Regions from separate parts of the Zea mays genome. Here all the other regions are linked to region 1. The links are chromatin contacts, called in public Hi-C maps. All regions are on one chromosome and are shown on one strand. Each heading gives the region's core, a stretch centred on a gene start, on an enhancer-like site or on the middle of the called end of the contact. The rest is flanking DNA. Distances are from core to core; before and after follow the strand shown.

The links. A called contact is a pair of places that touch in the nucleus more often than the background predicts.
Region 2: a Hi-C map of ear shows a contact between it and region 1, with 2.0 times the contacts expected there. The contact joins the promoter of LOC100191277 here to the promoter of LOC100281301 in region 1. A contact is called at or near these places in 2 of 25 Hi-C or Micro-C datasets (bundle sheath and ear).
Region 3: a Hi-C map of bundle sheath shows a contact between it and region 1, with 2.4 times the contacts expected there. The contact joins the promoter of LOC100286288 here to the promoter of LOC100281301 in region 1. A contact is called at or near these places in 2 of 25 Hi-C or Micro-C datasets (bundle sheath and tassel).

What each region holds. Positions count from the first base shown.
Region 1 is chr7:134,192,621-134,195,700 of Zm-B73-REFERENCE-NAM-5.0, forward strand. LOC100281301 reads right to left here and starts at 1,496. Exons shown (of 1, transcript NM_001367960.1): 1 at 1-1,496. The coding sequence starts at 1,315. The coding sequence ends at 230.
Region 2 is chr7:134,019,736-134,022,815 of Zm-B73-REFERENCE-NAM-5.0, forward strand. It overlaps LOC100191277 (clathrin assembly protein), which reads right to left and starts at 1,464. Exons shown (of 1, transcript NM_001136711.1): 1 at 166-1,464. The coding sequence starts at 1,390. The coding sequence ends at 365.
Region 3 is chr7:134,336,647-134,339,726 of Zm-B73-REFERENCE-NAM-5.0, forward strand. LOC100286288 (transcriptional regulatory protein algP) reads right to left here and starts at 1,445. Exons shown (of 1, transcript NM_001367231.1): 1 at 665-1,445. The coding sequence starts at 1,342. The coding sequence ends at 926.

The DNA of each region.
Region 1 (3,080 bases), core at 246-2,745:
AGCCAAGCTTGGAGTTATCATACAGGAAACTTGGGACTTTGAAGCTAACATAACCGTATCACTCAAGCAATCCTTATCGGCAACAATTGTTCTCATCAATAATTCACACCTCAAAGGAGATTTTCTCTGAGAGCAACCTCAGCTCTCTGCGCCTTCTATCAACAGACACCGACACACTACCAGCTCCCGGCTTTGCTGAGGCTGCAACCGACGGTAAAAACATACCAACTCACAGTGGCAGCACAGCACCACTGGAGCGGCCATTCCGTGAGAAGAAAAACCCCTGCCCACTGCTTGACATGGACCTGCCAATCTTGAACCGGCCTGACTGACAAGAGGTCGAAGAAGTGCCTGCTGCCTCCTTCTCCTTGACCCTGAAGACCTTCATCTCTCGAGCATTTGGCAACTTGCAATTATACTGCATGACATCATCCTGAGCTTCAGGAACAGCTACGAGAAACAATGGAGAATCCATGGATGCCGAGCGCCTAATAGGCTTGGGAGTGGCCCTTCCATTCTCCTCCGCTGTTGCCGTTGTGCCGTCACTTTGAGTGGATGACGAGTCCTCGTAGTCCTCTGAGCCCTCAGTCTCCGATTCAGATTGAGACAACGACATTTCCTCGTGAGCATGGTGTTCTCCCGATGGGTCACCACCTGCCTCAGCCTCCGCGGCACCGACGGGGAGATCGGAGGGAATGACGACGACGGGGGAACGGCAGATTGGGCAGTTGACGTGGGCGCGGAGCCAGGTGTCGATACAGGGCGCATGGAACGGGTGCGCGCAGCGCGGGAGCAGGCGCACCAGCTCCCCATCGCTGAACTCGCCGAGGCACACCGCGCAGTCCCCGCCCCGGCCCACCCCGCGGCGGTACTCCACTGCGGCTATGGACGCAATGGTGGCCTCGTCGAGCCCCACTGTCCGGATGTACCACACGTGGTGCACCACCCCTCCACCGCCTCCGCCCTCCTCCTCGTCGCCGAACCCTCCGTCGTCGGCACCCTCAGCGGCGGCCGCGGCGAGGCGCCGGCGGCGTCGCAGGATGAGGCGGCGGCGGCGGTAGAGGAGGAGCGTGGAGAGCGCGAGCGAGAGGAAGAGGAAGGCGGAGAGCAGGGAGATGATGAGGAGGAGGCGGACGGGCGCGTGGCGGTCGGCGACCGGCGCGCGCGGGATCACCGGGATAGGGGGCGGCGGGGGCAGGGCGTACTCGGAGCAGGCCTTGCCGCCGCCGGGGCAGAGGGGGAGGCACTCGAGCGGTGCTTCCGTGCAGTTGAGGGTGACTGACGTCGCCGCCGCGTGCGGGTGCACCGTGTACATAGCTACCTTGGCTGGGGCAGCGACAGCGGCGGCGGCGGAGTCGGCTCGGCGGCGCGCATCGGAGAGGGGGCCGCGTGCGCGCGGCGTGGGCGGTGGTGGTGGGCTGCTCTGGTTGGGAGGGGATACGTGGATTGGATTGGTCGCTGTTGGGTTTGGTAAAAGGTTTGGCCAGCTTCAGTAGTATGTAGCAGCAACTTGGGTGGACCGGTGGAGCCTGCCAACTTGGGGTGGAGGCGTGGAGCTGGAGCGCATGGACTGCCGGCGGCGACTGCTGGGTGCGAGCGCCCAACACCTACGACTTTGCAAACACTCTCTCTGACACTGTGGGCTATAATTCCAGCTACTATTCTGAGCCCACCAGTCGGCGTGTTTCGTGATAGCGCTCCGCGTGCGCTGAGCAGCTAGCCTGTATGGGTTACAAAGTCAAATGCTAGTTGGGCTCGGATTAGCCTCCACTGATGATAGTAGTACTCGCTGTATACGAGTGGTAATTGGCTATAGATTTTATACTTTATTTTTTTTAAGAATTTAATTAGATTAAAATCAGGCTCTATTTCTATTTAATTTTAAATTTTAATTATTTAATGGTTCCAACTTATTGTGAGAAAATATTTAGATCATGATCCATTATCACTCCGAGTTGACCGTAATGACATGTCTGCGTCAACCAAAGCCGTTAATTCTATTGCAGACTGAGATGTAATATGTGAGACAATATGTATAGAGAGTCATGTAAAGACAGACTCTTTGTGAAAATCTTGTCTCTTATGTTTTTTAACAAACCTCCTAGAGACACCTTAAGAGATTATATATTAAATTGGGTTGTACATATCATGAGAGCTAAAGAGACTCATTAATGGCTTCGCTGACCCCTCGAGAGGCAGTGATTAACTAGGCCTCGTTCATTTGCTCTGAAACGATTGTTTGGAAACATTCCGACTAGAATGGTGGACTTATGGCTTGTTTGAAAGGGCTTCACTTTAAAAAAAAATCAACTTCGGTTGTTTAGCTTCGCCATAAAACAGCTTCAATAAATTGTCGACATGGGTTAGAGGACTATTTGGCTTGCACATGGACTTCAGCTATTGTAATACAATTAATTCGTGTGAGTTTCCTTCATTATCCTTCTAATAAGTGGGCTCCGGCGATCATCTTCTTCGCAGGCGCCTTTTGGATCAAGCCGCCCCTAAGGTGCCTCCACCAACAGACTGTAAGTGGTCCGCTACGGTATATATAGCGTTTTCTACCGTCCGGTAGCCCTCCAGCAACAACCGCTAACAGGTCCTGTAAAATAGAGTATGCCTCTAGCAACCGCCAAATCTGAAGCATACGCTATCCACATCAAACTGGCCTCTCGCGCTCGCAGTCTGGCTTCTCGTGCTCGCTCTCGTTCAGACGTTGTTTTCTCTAAATATCTGCAAGTTTGTTTTTGTCGTGAAAATAGCATAGAAAAAAGAATAATATATTTAAAAGCTAGTTCTACAACTTCAGATCGTCTTTAAGAACTTAAATTTAACTAATATGTCTTAGATATTTTTTTGCATACTATTTATTCGTTCGCAAATATGTATTATTGAATATAGTAACAATGGATAAATGAAGTAGTTTAAGTAACCCTCTAGATATAGAAACGACTTTGAGTGGTAATTAATATTTACTATTTGAAAAAATATATTATTATGTTACTCACATTTTATTTTGGAAAATAGTAATTAAAAATTAATTAAATATACTATGTTGCGCATCATTTTTTAATGTTATAGCG
Region 2 (3,080 bases), core at 214-2,713, 170 kb before region 1:
TCATTTTCTACCGCGTAAGCTGATCGATTAACCACAAGAGTAGCAAAGTACGACACGCCTGAGTCTTCATTGCATGGTTCCCTCTTGCAGAGCTTTCACCTTCACAAATCACAAGTGAGCGGCAAGCAGCCCACAAATATTTTTTTTTTGATCGAGCAGACATCTCGTAGCAAGCGCTTCCATTCACGTTCTCGCCCAATATTTACACCATGGCCATTTGTATCAAACACAACAACAAGCACTACAACAAAAAATTTACAACAAAAAAATCTCGACTGCAAATCTGCAATTACAAGAATTTGAAACGTGTTGAGTGAACCATGAGAAGAACTAAAAAAAAGAAGTGCACACTGTACACGTTGTCCTACCGTCTACGCGGCGCAGAAACTGTGCCAGCCCACCTTGTGGACCCGAACCGGACGGCGCCGCCGTCGCCAGCAGCGGCGCGGATCGGCAGGATGGTGCGCGCGGACGCGCTGCCCGCGGCGTCCCTCCGCACCAGGCGCCGTTCCTCCACCGTCCTCCGCAGCACCACATCCTCGGCGCGCTCGCGGAGGCCCCGAGCCGCGCGCGCGACGCCCTCGTCCAGCCCCGCCCACTTGCAATCCGACGCGGTGCCGTCCTCCACCCGCCGCAGCACGCACACCAGCTCCACGGCGTCGGCCAGGGAGAGCGTGTCGAGGCGCTCCCCCATCTCCTGGACCCGCGCGACGATGCTCCGCTCCGCCGCGACGCGGTCCTCGTCGGCGAGGCGGACGGCCTCCCAGATGAGCGCGTTGGGCTGTGGGCCCGAGGGCGGGGGCGGCGGGGCCTGGCGGACGGCGTCCGCGACGGACACGAAGGCGGCGAGCTCGGCGACCAGGTGCGGGTTGGGGAGCGCGGTGAGGTACTCGGCGTCGGCGTCGGCGGAGGCGGAGGCGTCCGGGAGCAGGAGGAGGAGCTCCAGGAGCCGCGCGGAGAACCGGACCCACGACGCGGCGGCGAAGGAGGACCGGCCGAGCGGGAACGACGACAGCGCGAGCGGGTTGCGCCCGGAGGCCGGGTGCCGGGCGAGCGCGGCGAGGAGCTGGTCGCGGAGGATGAACGCGCCCCGCGCCAGGAGGACCCTGAGCGCCACGAGGCACTTGAGAGCCACGGCGGCGTCGCCCTGCCCCGAAGCCGCGGCGCGCAGGCGGTCCACGAGCGCCGCGGCGAGCGACGCGGCGGAGAGGCGCGAGCCCCGCCCGAAGGCCAGGAGCGCGTCCATGTGCTGCGCGGACGGCGGCGCCGTGCTAGGGTGGTGAGCCGTCGCGCGCCACACCGAGTGGTGCGCGTCGGCCGCGGAGCCCGGGGATGCGGGGCCTGGGGAGAGGAAGGTGGATGCCAGCCGCCGGAGCTTGAGGCCACCCATGGCGGTCGGACGCTGATCGAGGAGACGGGGAGGGCGTCAACTGCCACTGCCAATGCCAAGAGGTTGGGAATTTGAAGGCAGCTTGCCTGGCTTCCTTTCTCGTGCCCAGCAGGCAGCAACTGACTTGAGGAATGATCTCGTTCCTCGGATTGGTTTGACGGGATCAACTTGGTTCTTCAGATCGTACTACTAGTAGAAAAGATCTGGGGTTTAGCGCATGGTTCGAAGAAACGTCAACCTGTCCTCGTCCACCGCTTGCTAGCGAAGATTGCTTGTCGTTGAGTAGCAAGGTCAACAGGAGAAACGTTGCTGCTTTCCTGGATACTGATGCATTCATACCCAACATCGACTACTCACTCAAGAAAGTCAATTATTTTGGGTTGTGTATCAGGGGATGGGCCGAGCTTGTGAAAAATGTGAAGCCCAATTCAAACAGGGGCTTGAAAAGCAAGCTGACTTCACAGCCTTGAAAACCAAGATATTCATTCATGCTGATTTGATAGAACAAACTAGAAAAAATACATTTGTAAAATATCCGAGATCTTCCTGCACTACATAGAGAGGTAGGAAGCTCTGATCAAGGATTTAAATACTAGTAGCCAGTGCTTCTTAAAAGCTAAAAGCTAAGCCAAAGGTCTAATTTCAGCCAGCAATTTTGTAAAGCCGTCTTTCTTCGCAGTGAAAAATTAAAAAGCATATATGAAGCTATTTTTTGCGGTTTTTGAGTGGAAAAACTTTATAAATATTACTCGTCTGTCACTAATAAATGAAAAATAGCGCTTCTTTTTTTTCTTCTATCACCCCAACTGATAGCGGCGACGTCTGCTCGTCCGTAACTCCCACAACTACAGCCAATTCCACCAAATGACTTTTATCTTCTTTTTTTCAACTTGTAGTCCACAACATATTTTTTTTCATAGCTTACGGTCCACATCAACTTCTTTTTATAGCCACAACCCAATCAAATAGACACTAAACAAGCTTGTTAGGGACTCTAAATCACTGAGTATACAACATAGATCTCACTCAAGCATAGATCCTCATCTTTGTGAGTGGGACTGGAGTGAGATATTTGTGATTTCAACTCTATAGTAAGTCTATCTCTTGAGCACTTGTGTTGCTCACCGATGGTTTGGTTTTCATTTTATTACTCTTGGGTTTCTAGAACCCTAGTTGGTTAGGTGTTGTTTAGTGACACCATAGACATGTGTTTGTGAGGGGAACAAGAAAGTTTGTAATACCCATATTGTTCTAGTGGAAATCTTGGATTTATCTTTATGATCGCTTGCAAAAAAGAGGAATTGGAAGACAATGTAATTACCTTTGTGGTCACCTCAACACCGGGGACATAGACATAACTTAATGGTGTGGCTGAACCTGTGTGCTTGTGACTTACGATTGTATTGTTCATTATGGTGGATCGATATATATTGTGTGTAGATGTTGAAGCAAGTAATAAGCCTGAAATCACTTGGTACAACATCTCTAAATGTGTCATGAACTCATTTTATAATTTATATTCTAGATTATTCATGAATCTAGATTTTCATAAAAACTCTTCAGAAAAAGCTGTCTCAAACGGACTTTTTAATAGCTGGGCAAGTCCCACGTGTCTCTCCGAGGGCAAGGACTTTTTAATAGCTCACCGACCACCTTGAGAGGTGTAAAAAATCGACGATGGGAGAGCTTT
Region 3 (3,080 bases), core at 195-2,694, 140 kb after region 1:
GAAGCAGCCGTGCGTAGCGTCCGCAGGGCGCAGCAGGCAAACGACACCGCCCGGCGCCCGCAACAAGGTGCAGGTGCAGCTGAGGTGCACAGCGGGCCGTGTACGCGGCGGGCGCAAGGCATGGGGTGGGCGGGGCCCGGACTGACAGGCACGTGCTCCCAGCCCCCACCGCCCACTGCGCCCTCGACACCTCGCCATCGGCATCAGCGGCCACCGTTCCCCGCACCCCGTGGCGATTGCTGCCAGCCTGCCACTGCCTGCAAACTCCCAGCTGGCCTCCGTCAAACGAGTCCTATACTATACTCTACCGCGCCGAAGAATATAGGGAGCGAGGGAGGGTGCGTATAATAATTGCCTCCAGACTCCAGATCCAGAGCACAGCTCTTGCGGCTGTGGCCCAGATCCACAACCTAGCTCGATCTACACGCACGCGCTCGTGAATCCTATGCATCGACACTGGATCGTGAGTGTCCTCATCCCAAGTGTGTGCTCCAAGCTCAAGATCGCACTACATCCGCAAGCTACACTAACAGTATTCAACACTAACCTGCTCAGGCTACTCTACTGTACGAGCACTCCTCAAGATCAGATCCGATCCGATCCAACAAACCAGCTAACAAAATAAAATGCAGCAGTAACCGCGGAAGATGAAGAAGACGCTGAAGGAAAATCAACAGGGTATTATACAGATGGAGGAACGGAAGCCACAACACCACCGGGCCCACCCAACCAGCCAGCCAGCCAAACCAATCTGTCCAAGCCACGATCCTACACTGTAGTAACACGAACAGATATGCCAGTCCTACTGAATCGAATGCCGAATGGAATATGGATGAAAGGGAAGAACAACAAAAAAAAAGGAATCAACGGCTCAGCACGGATAGCGATAAATTACAGCAGGGGACGGCGCAGATCTCCCGCTCTCTCAGTAGAAGGCGGCGGCGGCGGCGGCCACGGCTGCGGCGGCGGCGAACCACTTGGCGGAGGGGGAGGCGCCGGCGACGGCGGCGCTGGGGGCTGGGGGAGCCTCCGCGGAGGGCGTCGGAGCGGGGCCCTCCGTGGGCATCGGCGGGGAGCTCACGTCGGGAGTGGGAGCCTCGGCCGTGGGCGCCGGGGTGGGGGCCTCGGGCGCCGGGGCCGGGGCCTTGGGGGCGGGCGCGGGCGCCGGAGGAGGCATGGTCGGGGGCGGCACGGGCGGAGACACCGGCGCGGGGGTCGGCGGCGGCGTCGCCGGCGGGGGGGACGCCTTGGGAGCCGGCGTCGGGGTGGCGGTCGGGGCCTGCGCCGCCGCCGCGGCGAAGAGCATGGCCATGGCCACGGCTGCGAGCTGGAAGCGCGCCATTGGAGCAGAGAGAGAGAGAAGGCTGGCTTGAGCTTGTTGTGGGAGCGAGGGCCGAGGGGCGCTTCTGCTGCTGGGCTGGTGCGTGCGTGCGTACTGTGATGGTGCCGAGACAGTAGAGGCGTGGATCTTATAAAGGGGTACAAGACGAAGCGACGGTGCGTAATTACTAGTCCTACCAGGGGTTTGGTTGCTAGTTTAGTTTCCTTGAAGACCAGCCGTTGGATCGGTACGTGACGGCGATGCTAGTACATTCTGGCTAAAATCGTGTTGCGAGTATGGCTACATCTGTAACCGATTTGGCTACATCCGCATCTTTTTCGTTAAATGACAAATCGACGTGGTCGGGTTTTTCGGCAACGCGAACAGATTCCTCCTTTTGATACGCATACGCAATACGTACTACCTGCCCGTCCCAATTAACATTCGATTTAGCTCTTGTTTTTATATCTGTATTTGAATGAATGGTGATAAATCGATTAATTATTTAAAATAAATTTTAACTTAGGATAGATGTAATATTAAACTCTGCAACGGACCTATGAATCCGTGATAACTACTACTCACATATAGTGAATTTTCCCCAAATTTAGGCCTCGTCAAATAGAGTCCCATTTAGCGTTTTTTTTTCGTAATTCCTTTTCCAATTTCAGTGCGAGCTAATTGGAACTTCTCGATACAGTATTGCCAGCCATTGAGGATATGTCCCTATATATATTGTGTACAAATTATATTATAGTATTAATAAAAAAAATAAGGGAAATTTGGATCCATACCATTAAAAGATCACCACTTTAGATCCATACCATTACTATCTCACTTACATGTGGATCCACATGAGTCAATGACATGTGGGGTCCATGGTATAATATCTAAAGTTTGGATCTTTTAATGGTATAGATCCAATTGTTCCAAAAAAAATAAACATCTCTATCTCTCTGTCAAGTCTTTGTTACAGATTGAGTGGACATTTGGTGGCCACACGGTTCTTTACTGATATTTATGGCTACGAGAACGTGTTTTCTTGAGTATATAGCATAGCAGCTGGGGTGTTTTCGTGACTTGGTCCATAAGACAAATCCAGTGGTTTCCAGCCTAACCAGATCCTTTCCAAAGCTAAAGCTACGTACAATCCTACCTGCAGAATAGTCAACTCGATCGGACGTGAGGTAACTCTAGTGACTTGTCGCCTAACCAAACCCTTCCAAAAACCCCGAGTCTGGAGTTTCACTGCTTGGTGCCGCGTTCATGGAACGGCCGATCATGCAGTCCACGGCGGTTCCGGTGGCCGTCGTGGGCATCAGACTGGGCTGGGCTGTGCCCAGGTTGGAAGATTCCGGCCAGCAGTGGCTGGCGACACCGACGTACCAACCAGCAAGGCCCCACGCCCCCTCCCCTCCCGAGCGCGCGCGGACGGCGTCGGGTTCGCAACGTGACGGCCACAACAAACTCACTTGAGGAAGGACAGGTAGCCGGTAGCCCGTGTCCTCCGTCCCCATTGTTAGGATGAAGTGCGCGTCGTACAGCCTACAGTTTGCGGGCGATGATGAGAGGGCAGGACAATCACGAACCAAAAAAAAAAGATCTTTGGGAACAGCGACGTGTCGGCTTGCGCTGTGCCAACTGGTATTGCAGTAAGGATGTTTTTTTCTTTGAAGTGCATTTTTATCGTTAGTTGGTACATAGGCTGGAAGACATTCCATTTGGAGGCCGGTGGGGAGGGGGAGACCAGCTTCGCATC